Regions from separate parts of the Mus musculus genome. Here all the other regions are linked to region 4. The links are chromatin contacts, called in public Micro-C and promoter capture Hi-C maps. All regions are on one chromosome and are shown on one strand. The core of a region is the stretch at or near the end of the contact, and the rest is flanking DNA. Distances in the headings are between cores, read along the strand shown. Region 1 holds the start of Lefty1 (left right determination factor 1). Region 2 holds the start of Ephx1 (epoxide hydrolase 1, microsomal). Region 3 holds the start of Pycr2 (pyrroline-5-carboxylate reductase family, member 2). Region 4 holds the start of Cnih3 (cornichon family AMPA receptor auxiliary protein 3).

What was found. Promoter capture Hi-C pulls out the DNA fragments that hold promoters and counts their contacts. Hi-C and Micro-C count contacts between places; a contact is called where the count stands out from the background.
Region 1: a contact with region 4 is called in a promoter capture Hi-C map of embryonic stem cells. The contact joins the promoter of Lefty1 here to the promoter of Cnih3 in region 4. A contact is called at or near these places in 3 of 39 promoter capture datasets (the HPC-7 cell line, embryonic stem cells and hematopoietic stem and progenitor cells) and 1 of 115 datasets of contacts at active chromatin or transcription factors (pancreatic cancer cells).
Region 2: a contact with region 4 is called in a Micro-C map of embryonic stem cells, with 1.5 times the contacts expected there. The contact joins the promoter of Ephx1 here to the promoter of Cnih3 in region 4. A contact is called at or near these places in 1 of 484 Hi-C or Micro-C datasets (embryonic stem cells), 2 of 115 datasets of contacts at active chromatin or transcription factors (embryonic stem cells and pancreatic cancer cells) and 2 of 9 other capture datasets (adipose tissue and embryonic stem cells).
Region 3: a contact with region 4 is called in a Micro-C map of embryonic stem cells, with 4 times the contacts expected there. The contact joins the promoter of Pycr2 here to the promoter of Cnih3 in region 4. A contact is called at or near these places in 2 of 484 Hi-C or Micro-C datasets (both in embryonic stem cells) and 2 of 115 datasets of contacts at active chromatin or transcription factors (large pre-B cells and pancreatic cancer cells).

What each region holds. Positions count from the first base shown.
Region 1 is chr1:180,933,661-180,936,527 of GRCm38.p6, forward strand. Lefty1 (left right determination factor 1) reads left to right here and starts at 1,362. Exons shown (of 4, transcript NM_010094.4): 1 at 1,362-1,699. The coding sequence starts at 1,450. All of the region lies in intron 1 of Gm39715 (a long non-coding RNA gene), which reads right to left.
Region 2 is chr1:181,015,917-181,019,117 of GRCm38.p6, forward strand. Ephx1 (epoxide hydrolase 1, microsomal) reads right to left here and starts at 1,653. Exons shown (of 9, transcript NM_010145.3): 1 at 1,511-1,653.
Region 3 is chr1:180,902,826-180,905,952 of GRCm38.p6, forward strand. Pycr2 (pyrroline-5-carboxylate reductase family, member 2) reads left to right here and starts at 1,449. Exons shown (of 7, transcript NM_133705.2): 1 at 1,449-1,705; 2 at 1,919-1,989; 3 at 3,049-3,127. The coding sequence starts at 1,639.
Region 4 is chr1:181,351,149-181,354,019 of GRCm38.p6, forward strand. It overlaps Cnih3 (cornichon family AMPA receptor auxiliary protein 3), which reads left to right and starts at 1,480. Exons shown (of 6, transcript NM_001160211.1): 1 at 1,480-2,358. The coding sequence starts at 2,278.

The DNA.
Region 1 (2,867 bases), core at 112-2,611, 420 kb before region 4:
CTTACTTAGCCCTCATTTCCCTCGTGATTGGGCCACTGACCACCCCTGGGTCCTTTACACTGGTCTCGAGCCAAGAAAGGCAGCGCATCGTGTCAGAAGCTGCAGACTTCATTCCAGGGCCCCCCTCTCCTGGTTTGGGGCCTGCTTTCCAATCTCAAGCCTGACCTGGGTCAGACCTGGGCAGGAGCCATGGGGAAGGCAGCTGCTCTTCTGCATAACAAAGGGTGGCCCTGCTGGAGAGCCAGGGAACACACCAGGGACGAGTCTTACAATCCACTATGGTTTCTTCATCTATCCCCCGACTAAGATTGTCTGAATCTGCAAATAAAACCTCTAGATACTGGTGTAATGCAAATCCCAGGTAAACAGTGACTGATATATTGTGTAACCAAGTCCCAGATTCAGTACGGGTTTTATTTGGCAGCCCTACCCCTGGCAGCTTGCTCAATTTTATTTCTCCAGCGCACAAAGCCACAAATTCACACTCGGGTATCCCAGCTGTGTCTTGGAGAAGGCTTAGCATATTACTGGTGTATAGCCACACACCCTTGTCCCCACCCCAGCCACATGCCCCTGTCCCCAACCCAGCCACACACCCTGTCCCCACCCCAGACACACACCCCTGGGCAGGACTTAGCAGAAAATAATTGGAGCTGTGGAAAGCCCTTCGTGGGCACCGATCTTAACTATGTTGCCCCTCGTCTGAGCCGATGTACTCTGGCTCAGAGATTGGGATGGGGTAGATTTTCAATTCTCCTACAGCAAGAAAGGGAAAGGATAGGTTGCTCATTGGCGAGTCCCAGGCTTTGCAACCAAGGAAGGTCCCCCAGCCCCCAAAGTGGAGAAGCCTCACTCTTATCAGCCCTAGAAAAGTCTTTTGCACACCTGGGAAGCAAGTCAGTTGGAGAGCCCAGGTGTTGATTGACATCTGGTTCTCTCCAGGGTTTAGAAGCAGTGATGGACAAGACTACAGGTGCACATTCCAGACACTGGGAGCAGGCATCCAGCAGAGAACGTGAGACCTCCGCGTCGTCTCCAGGACCCACCTTCCATCCCATGCTGGGATTGAATTTAGGGCTTCACGTGTGCAGGGCCGGTGCTGCTCTACCACTGAGCTATTACCACCCCTGTCCTGAATGTCCTAATTGGTCAGACACCCTTAAGTCAATGGTGAAGTATATGGCTAACAGACAGCGGTGACCAGATGTTCTCAGTCCAGACAGGCTTTTGTGTCCTTTCTAGACAGCCCCTCCTCAGGACTCAGGGGCTTGTTTCATGCTGAGCTCCCAGGAGGTCCCAGGGGTGTGACCTCTCTTCTTCCTCCCTGCCCCCCACCCCAGGACCAGCTATAAAGCTGTTCCGTACCGTACCATTCCTCCGCAGACTCAAGACCCTTTCAGGACACCTCAGGGACACACACATCCAAGGCTCCTCTTCCCGGACAGCACCATGCCATTCCTGTGGCTCTGCTGGGCACTCTGGGCACTGTCGCTGGTTAGCCTCAGGGAAGCCCTGACCGGAGAGCAGATCCTGGGCAGCCTGCTGCAACAGCTGCAGCTCGATCAACCGCCAGTCCTGGACAAGGCTGATGTGGAAGGGATGGTCATCCCCTCGCACGTGAGGACTCAGTATGTGGCCCTGCTACAACACAGCCATGCCAGCCGCTCCCGAGGCAAGAGGTTCAGCCAGAACCTTCGAGGTGAGCCCTCCCCTGTTGTCCTTGGTCTCTAGGAAAGGCCGGCTGATCATGCCTTCCTTCCACCTGTGGTGTGTATGGACCCTTGCCTTGTGGTGCTCAGAGTCAGTCATGGGGGTGGGGGGCACAGGGTGAGGCGGATGTTAGAGGGGAGAAGATCTGGGAGGGTGGGCACTGGGGATCTGGCTGTGCACTGAAGGAGTCTCAGGATGGGAAAAGCGGGGCTGTGCTTGCTGGTAAATTAAGGAGCAGAGAAGAGGGAGGAGAGTGGAAGAAAACAGAACCCCTGGAGCAGTCAGGGCCAGGTAGAACTTCCTGGGGTCACTGCCTGGACGAGTGGCTGACTATGTCTTGCCATGGACAGAGAACAGTGGCTGGGTAGAGGCAGCCCTGGGTGACAGAATTTGGGAGAGAGAGAGAGAGAGAGAGAGAGAGAGAGAGATTGAGAGAGAGAACAGGTATCCAGCTGTCAAGTAGCAAAGGCCTGTGTGGTGGTGTAGCATTTTCCAGCTGGAAGCAGCCCTCATGGGCACAGCCACATCCATAAACTTACTGTCCTGTGGTACCTAGGCCTGGAGATAGAAGGATGCTGGTTCTGAACAGGCAGGCAAGGGAGATGTCTGCTGAGGATAGGTGTGGCTGGCCTCTCAGGTAACCAACCACTCTGCTATCCCAGAGAGTGAGCACACTGGCTGGAGCCATTTAGGAAGGTGACAACTCCCTGAACACTTGCCCCAGGGTTCAGCAGTCCTGACAAGGATATTCACAGACTCCTGTTCCACTGAACGGAACCCCTCACAAATGCATCTGTCTCTTAAGAAAGGCACCTCGGGCTGGGCTTCTTTTCTCTAGTCTCTGCAGCCTGATTCTGTATTCCTCCCCCAATCCTCTCCTAAAACCTTCCAGAAAGAAGCCAGCATTGCCACGCTCTGGAACCCCTCCAGCTCCTTTCTTGCACAGGGTTCCAAAGTCACCACTAAGTGTGCAAGAGTTAGCATTCAGGGCCTCATTGCAAACTTTATAATTCCTGAGTAGAAAGAAAGACTTCTTTTTCATGTTGTTCATGGGCTTCCTGCTTACAACTCTCCCTGAGGATTTTTAAGGAATCTTGGCCATTGGTCTTGGGTCTTGCCACCCTGGAAGTTATCTGGTACTTGTAGAGGCCCGGCTG
Region 2 (3,201 bases), core at 403-2,902, 340 kb before region 4:
GTCTGGTGGAGGCTCTCACCCTTTCACTAAAAATCCCTCCCTCTGTTCCCCATGCATTTCCCTCTCAGTTCATCTGGGCAGCAGGTGTGTAAGGCACAGCCAAAGGCTGGTGCAGTCACACCAGATAACATGGGGATTAGGGATGGTGCTGAAGGTCACCCAGCTGACTCCAGGAGCACCCGAGGGTCTAGGGAAATCTTGTTTTCTTGGTCGGAGGGGCAGCTGAAAGCTTGGAGCCTCCTCACTGACTCTGGTCTCTCTTCCAGAGGGCAACTGAGGACATAAAAGCCACCCACAGCAGGCGCACCTCTGCCTCAGGGCCTTTGCATGTTCTCCTCAGCCTTGTGCAGCTGGATACTGAGTAGTGAGGCGCACTCCTGACCCTCCTGACCCTCTGGAGTGTGAAAGTGTGGCCTCTTCCTCTCTAGTCAACAGTCCTGCTCCCTCTTTATGACCTCCTATTTCCTACAGCTCACAAATATAATTTATATTTTACAAAGATATGTTTATTTATTATGTGGTGTTGGGGATCTGACCCAGGACCTTGAATTTTGTTTGTTGTCTGCATTCAAAAGCTCCCAGAGCCCATGAGAACACATTCCCTGCTATCCCCAGGGTGGGTGGGTGGGGGGCAGTGTCTGAACAGTCAGTCCGTGTCGTTGAGCACGGTTGCACTGAACATACTTCTTTAGGGACACAGGAAGCCCTCACGTGGCCCGCCTGGTGTGGGTATTAGGGAATGGAAAGTCTTTGCTGAACACGCCCACGTTTTTGTTCCACCCTTCCCCCCAGCCCCCTCAGCTTCAAGTCTTGTGTGAAGTCAGACCACGCACAGCCAGTGAAAGCCTCCACTTGAGGGAGGAAGTCACTGTCACAGTAAAAACAATGTGAGCCTCTGGGGCTCTGCGACTTTAAAAAAAAGATCAGGCCGAAATCGGAGGCAGAGAAGCAAATGTCGCAGATGTCCATCTCTACAATCCTGCCAGCAGCACAGAATGCCAGCAAAGGCACAGCCCTACTGTCAACGCGCATGCATACATACCGGATCCCTCCACCTCCCTCCTGATCCCGCCAACCAGATGCCAGAAAGGCTATCCAGACTTCTGGCCGCCGGAAGTTTAAATGACGGGAGGTGCAGACTGGAGAAGTTAAAATTAAGAGTCACTTGGACGGCGCCCTCAGCTACCTGGATTGGCTCAGGTGCCTGGGCAAGTAGCAAGCCTGGAACCCAAGGGACAAACATGCATGGGGGGGCGGGCGGGCGGGGAAACCAGGGGGCTGAGGAGCCAGCATCGCTGTCAGGCGCAGCACCCACCCCTTGCTTCCGAAGCGCAAGCAAGGGGTTGACGCCCCTGGAAGAGGATGGAGCATCAGATGCAGGACTAAGAAGCATGGCCTATTGCACGCCTGGATCGGTCTTAGGATAAGGGGAAGCGCATTTAGCTGCGGGAGATACGCGAAGCCCTCGCAACTCTCACGCTGGAGTGCCGCTGCTGTCCCCGGAGCTTACTGTCAGGGTCGCTCTCGGGTTCCTACTCCCGCGGCGGCTGGTGTGCAGTTCCTCCACTCTCAAACTCCTCTTGAGCCTCTTTGCCTGCTGCTGAGCTGGTGACACCAGCTGCCTGTTAGCCCCGCCCCCACTAGCCCCGCCCAGGCCTTGGCCCCACCCCCGAGTTGGCTGGTTGGCCAAGGCTAGCTGAGCATCTAGCTAAGGTGTTTCACCTATTCTGGCAAAGTCTGCTGTTCTGAACAGGGTATTGGCAGTTTAAACTCTGCAGTCTGTGGACTCTACACACAAGAGCCCAAGCTGGCCTGGTGCTACAGCCTTCCTCTCACCTTCCTAGCAGTTCGTTGTAACCATTTTATAAGCGAACCAGTCAGTGAGCAAACATCTGGGGATAAAGCTTGAGGGTAGAGTGTCTCGCGTGGGCAAGGCGCTGGAGTTCATTCCCAGAACCACAAATAAAATAGTGAAGTGTGGAATGAACACACAAACCTGAAGTTTGTCGTTAAGTGCACCCTGTGAGGCTGGCTGATCTGAAGCCCAGGAGGCATGGACACCAAGCAGAGGCCAGCACAGGGAGGAGGGAGAGAGCGCTGCCTAGCCAGCAAGCAGGAGTAGGACAACCACAGTTCCTGGCACCCTTGGGGCTAACCTGCTCTCCATTAGCCAGCCTGCCCAGTGCCCTGTCTTTACCCCCGCGGCCCTCCTAAGACTCGCCTAGAACCTTCTCAGGCTTCAGCAGCCACACAGACAAGATGACCAGGCACACCACTGTGAGGGCCTAGCAGTGCCTGCCGCGGGGTCCAGGTTTATCATCCTACACACATGTGAAGCGTAGGGATCCTATTTTCACCTCTCACCTCTGATCTCCAGCCTCCTTCGCTGCTCATCATGGCCCAAACCCTCTCCGTTCTAACGGAGAGCCGGTTTCTCTCCAGTGAACACATTCAACTCATTCCTGCCTCCGTGGAACTCCTGGATAGTGTGTCCTCAATCCTCTCTGGGAACCTGGGATTTCCAGGTACTGCAGCTCCTTCCCCTCCCCAGCACACCGTTTGCACACCTGCCGTCCTCCTCTGCAGTGTATAGTCCAGGCTTGTTTCATAGCGCCCTCTAAACTGTTCCCACAGGAGCGCTGCCTCCAGCCATTCAGCAAAGCAGTAAACGTATTGTTCTTAACAAAGTGTAGATGGAAACATTCTAATGTGCTGGGCAATGGTGGCTACACCTTTATTCCCAGCATTCCTTGAGTAGGAGCCAGAGGCAGGCAGATCTTTGACTATGATGCCAGCCTGGTCTACAGAGAAAGTTCCAGGACAGCCAGGGTCACACAGAGAAACCCTGTCTTGAAAAAGAAAGAAAGGGGCTGGTGAGATGGCTCAGAGGTTAAGAGCACCGACTGCTCTTCGGAAGGTCCTGAGTTCAAATCCCAGCAACCACATGGTGGCTCACAACCATCTGTAATGGGATCTGATGCCCTCTTCTGGTGTGTCTGAAGACAGCTACAGTACTTACATATAACAATAAATAAAAAAAATTACATTGTCTCAAAAAATAAGAAAATAACTAAAAATAAAAAAAAAAGAAAGAAAGAAGAAAAGAAAAGAAAAGAAAAGAAAAGACAAAACCATAACACTAGTTGCTGGTGATGGATGTATCATCCTGTGAATGTGATAAACCTACTTGTCTTAGTTAGG
Region 3 (3,127 bases), core at 199-2,698, 450 kb before region 4:
GAAGAGAAAGAAAGGAAAAAAGAAAGAAAGGAAGGAAGAAAGAAGAAAGAAGAAAGAAAAAGAAAGACATAGCTTTCTACTGAACCTAATTTTTGGGTAATAGACATGGATTCCTGTGTAATACAGGGAGCTAAGGGAGGGTTGGCTGCTGCAGATTGGCCATCTGCCTAGCCTGGGACACCTCAGTACTCTGTCCCATTGTCTGGTTCTTCCTAATTCTCAGAAGGGGCAGGCGTGTTACTTAAGGATAAGACAAGGGTGAAGGCCCTGAGGCACTGATAAAAATGATGCTGGGGGCGGAGAACCCGGGGAGAGGGGAGGGAGGAGGCTGAACTGGTTTTCCTATTGGCTGGGAGGTCCGGAAGGGAAGGGCTGGACGGTAGGGTCAGGGTGGGGCACTCCTGGAGGGTGTGTCCCAAATGGCTGGGTGGGAAGGTAGCTATTCATCTACCTCACTGTAGCAGAATACAAGAAAGCAGATAGTATGTATGTAGTTTCCAATTCTAGGAAGACTGGTAGGAAGGTCCATTGAGTTCAGGAACTTAAGTCTAGCCTGGGCAACAAAGCAAGAGATTCTGGCCAGAAAAAAAAAATCGTTCCACTTTAACTGTTTGGTTCGTCCATTAATGGAATAAATACACGTTAGAATCTTGTGTAAAATAACGTTTCGGTGGCGTTGGGAAACTGCTTATGATTGGTATACTATAGAAATGTATGTACTACACGCCTATAATCCCATCCCTCAAGAGGATGAGGCAGGAAGGTCACTAGTTCAAGAACAGCCTGGGCTACATAGTGAAACACTTTCCAAAAGTCAAACCCAACTTGTGGCTGTTCCTGAGCCCTCTGGTGCGTCTGGACATGTTTCGAGAAATCTTTCTGGGAATAAACAATACAATTCTAATGGAAGAGAGGAGATGTCACTGGTGATTCGGGACAGCTCCTGAAAAGCTTCGATGCTGGGTCTCTTTGTATACTCTAAAACCACAAGGTGGGGTGGACAAACAAGCAGTCATTTCTCACTGTCTCAGCTGTTTCTCCAGGTCGCCCTGTTCCGGGTAGCAAGAGAAGTCATGCTTGGCCAACAGGCCGTGCAAGCAGTGCTTTAAGGAAATCACTAAATAAATCAACAAATCATGATCTAGTAATTCGTCTTTTCTACCTAGTTCTACTTCGGAAGGAGCATGCCGAAGCTGGCTAGCTGTAGCCTGGTGTCCATGAGGGGTACATCTCTAATAGGCGTTTTGGAGATCTCACTCCTGAACCAGAGTTAGAAACCAACTCTTCTAACCAGGAATTACCAGTGTCCCAGGCAGGGCCAAGCAGACCCGCACCAGCGGAGCTAACAGGTTCCACCCGCTGCGCGATCAGGAGGCGGGCGCACGGCCTGACGGCGATGCCGATTGGTCCGCCCCAGACCCGAGCCTCGGATTGGTTGCCTTGGACACGTGGCCAACCGGAGGCTGCGTATTTGGCGGTGGATGCTCTGGGATACTTGGGGCCTCTCTAGCAGTTCATCTGGTGCATCCCGGTTTGAAAGCTGTTCCGAGCAATTCGGGTCCATCTTTTTCCACGCGCGGACACTGACCCCGGGATCCCCAGAGTCCCCGGATCGGCGCTCGCCGGGATCCTGCGGCCATGAGCGTGGGTTTCATCGGCGCAGGCCAGCTGGCCTGTGCTCTGGCGCGGGGCTTCACGGCCGCGGGTGAGCGCGTGGTCAGCCTTCCCTCTCACCAGAGTGAACGAGTGAGTGAGTGGGTGGGTGGGCGATGAGTGAATGTGAATGGATGGTAGATTTGCATCCATCTGCTGGGAGCATAGCGTCGGAGGCCGGCACTGCTAGAGCTGCTGTTGGCTTCCATTGATGGACTGCATGATTGGGCCATGATCTACAGTTGAAAAACTTTGTTTTCTGTAGGCGTCCTGTCGGCTCACAAGATAATAGCCAGCTCCCCGGATATGGACCTGCCCACGGTGTCTGCGCTCAGGGTAGGCTAGGAGGGATGGAGGGAAGTGGGCAAGAGGAAGAGGCCCAGGAAAAGCGTGTCCGGAGATGCCCTGAGTCTGGCAGGCTCCGACTCTCCTTTAGGGAAGTCATCATTGTAAGCCCTGCACCTTCTCTGAGGCAGCCTTGTGTGGTGGGAGCTCCCAGGCAAAGTTAGTGTCGGATCCTACTGGGGTGAAAGTAGGCATATAAGAAAGGTTCTTTTTGGGCTGGTGAGATGGCTCAGCGGGTAAGAGCACAGACTGTTCTTCCGAAGGTCCTGAGTTCAATCCAGCAACCATATGGTGGCTCACAGCCATCCCTTAACAAAATCTGATGCCCTTTTCTGGAGTGTCTGAAGACAGCTACAGTGTACTTACATATAATAAATAAATAATTCTTTAAAAAAAAAGGTTCTTTTTGTTAGTCTGCTTTGAATTTCACTGCATAGCCCGTGTTGGCTTCTAAGTCTGGAAAATTCTGCTTACCGATGTTGTAAATGACAGCGTTGCTAGGGGACTTGGTGAGTTACGTAGTTTCTTTATTCAATAAAGCTTAATGTCCCAAGTCTTCTAACATCTGGCCAATGTGGGACAGGTGAGCAGATGAAGCACTGTGGATACTGTTTGTGCCTAGTATAGGCTTATGTCCCCAACGCTGTAGGACCCCAGCTATGCACCTCAGAGCCCTAGAGGGGGCCCCGTGGAGACTTGTTACTCCGGTAAACAGCTGTGAGGTTGGGAGTGGGCTTTGCAGCTCTGCTTCCAGACTCTGGGTGCTCAGCTCTTTCCATCAGTTCTCTCTCACCTGGCAGAGAGGTTCGAGATTGCTGGGGTTGAGGGGACAGCCACTTTCCTGGCCATGGTGGAGCAGCTTACCATTTTGTACCTATTTGTCCGGTGGCAGGAAAGGAAAGCTGCCATTTGGGGATAGTCACGGAGCCCTGAAGGCACAGAACAGAGTGTTGGCTACAGTTGACAGAGAGGGTCTGCTATTCTATGGGTGGCACGGGCTCAGCCATATTACCTAGCATTACGGACAGGGTCCCCTACTCCTTACTGCAGAGGATGGGTGTGAATCTGACCCGAAGCAATAAGGACACTGTGCGGCACAGCGACGTCCTGTTCCTGGCTGTGAAGCCCC
Region 4 (2,871 bases), core at 230-2,729:
CAAGGAGCTATGCAGGCTTCTGAGTGTATGTGTGGCTCATCAACAGTCTTAACCAGCTGTGAACCCAATGAATCTGAGTAATGACAATGTGGCAAGATATGCCATGGGCACAACAGTGGCATGAATGTTAAAGGGGCAATCAGCTGCTTCCCGACTGGGTTTAAGGTCTTTGAGGAGGAAACTCATGCCTGCTACTATATATCTGGCCCAGAATCCATGGTTGGGGAATTGTTCATGTCCAGAGGACACTCTCTACAATTTTGCTAAATGGAACTAGTATCAAACTGTCCTCTAACTTTGTATCTCTATACCTATAGGTTGGTGCAGCTCTTAGATCTCATGAGGGAAGTTGTTTTGTGCCGTGGAGGGCAGTTAAGGTAAATACATGACCTGTCAAAGTGCAGTGGAGTGCTCAGCCAGCCACAAATGGACAATCATATCACACTCCTTCTCCCTAAGTTTCAGGGACCATCATGGAGAGGTGGCAGAAAAGGGGCCAAAGCCTGTAAGATCCAGAGGTTGGGGAGGATGGGAGCGAAGCATTCTTTTCTGTACATAATCCGATGTTCTGAGGTGCACCTCAGATTCCCGGGGGACTTGCTTGCTACTCGTCTCTCAGGACATTTCTTCTTGCTTCCTGTGCTGACTCATCTGAAATCCAAGTTCTATCTGCAGGGTTGGATTTTTTTTTTTTTTATTGAGCAATTATGATACAATTTTTTAAGATGCTTAACCTCTGTGACAGAGGTCCCTACATTTACGGATTGACTGGGTACCAATTGCTCCCTGCTAGGTCCTGTTGGGTTTGAAGACACTCAATTGCTATTCAGGTTTTATTTAAGGAGGCTAAGAAAGTTGGAGGTAGGAGCGAGTCTGCTTTCAACAGTAAGCTCTTAGTAATGTAAGCTCTTAGTAATGCCACAGAGCAACACAGAAACACTTTCTGCACCCTTGCCTTATCCCCTCCTCCCCCACCTCCCACTCCCCACTGACCAGGTTCCAATAATCCCAAGGTCAGATGGAGCAGGATAGTGGAGGATGCGAGGGATGGGCGCTGATTCAGAATCCTATGGGGGGCACAGGGTAGAGCAGTAAAGGCACCCTAGATCAGAAGTAGATTACAGTTTGGGAAATCTGCCTAAGCAGGACCCAACCAACAGGAGCCCTCCACTCCCTCGATCCCTCACTTCCCTGCTCTGGTGTGCTCCAAAGGGCTGGAAGCCTAGGGGCGGCCGACGCGTTGTCGCCATAGCCTTCCGCCTTCCCACTCTCTCCGGGCGCACGTGCTCAAAGAGTCCCTGCCCCTCCCGCCTCCGCGCGCGCGGGGCCGCAAGTTTCCTACGAGAGGCGGGCGAGCACCGCATCTTCTCTCCGCCGCCTCCCTGGCCCCCGCCGCTGCCGCTGCAGTCTCCGCCCGCGGGGAGGGCGCGCTCTGGAGCCGGCGAGGGTGGGGCGCCGCGAGGGAGGGGTCCCAGCGCCGCATTCCTCGCGGCGCCCGCGGCAGCAGCAGAAGCAGCAGCAGCAGCAGGTGGAGCCCCATTCAGCTGCGAGCCGCTCTTGGCCGGAAACCCGCGCCGCAGCCGCCTGGCCGGGAGCTGGCCCTCCAGGCTGGAGCCCACGCCGCCCCGGCCCGACCCAGTTTCCCAGGCACCGGGTTACCGAAGCCGGCGGCCGGGGGACGCGGTTGGGTCCGGGGCCGGATGCATCTCAGTGCGCATAGCTGCGCTGGGAGACCCCAGCCCGGGGCGCAGGGCTAACGGGACCTGGCCCACCTCAAGACTTGTGCTCTGGGGACAGAGCGGCTTTGGGATTCGGAGTCCAGGCACCTGGCCGGAGGCTGTTGAAGTCTGGGTGTCGTGCTCACCCCACCTCTTTGCTTGGGCACCAACAGAGAGAGCTCTTTCCAGAGGACCGGACCTCCTCGCCTGGTCCAGAGTGGAGTCCTCGCACCCGGTGCCTGTTAGTTTCGAGAACCTTTCTAGTTGACACTGGTCTGCAGGTGTTCTCTGCTGGTTAGGTTTCTTCTTCGGCTAGGGGGACTGTTGCTACCAGAGGCATTCTGTGCCTGTGGGCGCTCCAAGTCCCGGGTCTCCAGTCCTGCCAGAATCGTCCGGGCTTCGCTGACCCTCAACTCTGTCTCTGCTTGTCGTGGGTGCTTCTAGTCGTTTGGGTTTTTACCCGGAGTGTGTAGACTAGACATCTTTCTGACTGCTAATTGGGAAGGCACTGGTCTCCAGGGAGCGGCTTTGTGTGTGGTGGGATCCGGGGTCCTCAGCCATGGCCTTCACTTTCGCTGCTTTCTGCTACATGCTGTCCCTGGTGCTCTGCGCTGCGCTCATCTTTTTCGCTATCTGGCACGTGAGTAACCTGCAGAGGCTTCTAACTCTCCTGTACCCCAAAGTCCTCCCTCCCCCCACGCCCACCTCATTTCCTCATTTCACCGGCCTTTTAGACATAGCAGGCGTGGGCGGACCGCGAGGTCAGGCAGAAGTACTTTCTGGGCAGACCTTGTCCATCTCCCCTGTCCCGGGGCAGGAGACACAGTTCTTGGCATCCTGAGACCAGGCGGTACCGCGCCGGGCGCCTACCTGCCTTGGCTGGAGCCAGTGACTGGTGGAGCCTCCCTGCGGGGCACATTCCTGGGCGTGGCAAGGTGTCCCAGCCAGGCCAGGAGTAGTGGCTCAAAACCCCATCTGCTGGGCTTCCGCACCCCACTCCCTTCTCTCCTGCCTGCAGGAGAGAAGAAGCCCTGCCAGTGTCCCAGGCAATTAGTCAAGTAACTATAACAACTAAACATTTAAAATGTCAGCATCTGTGGTGGGTTGCGTTTAGACATAATTGGAGACGAAGTGGAAACACAACCAGAGCGCC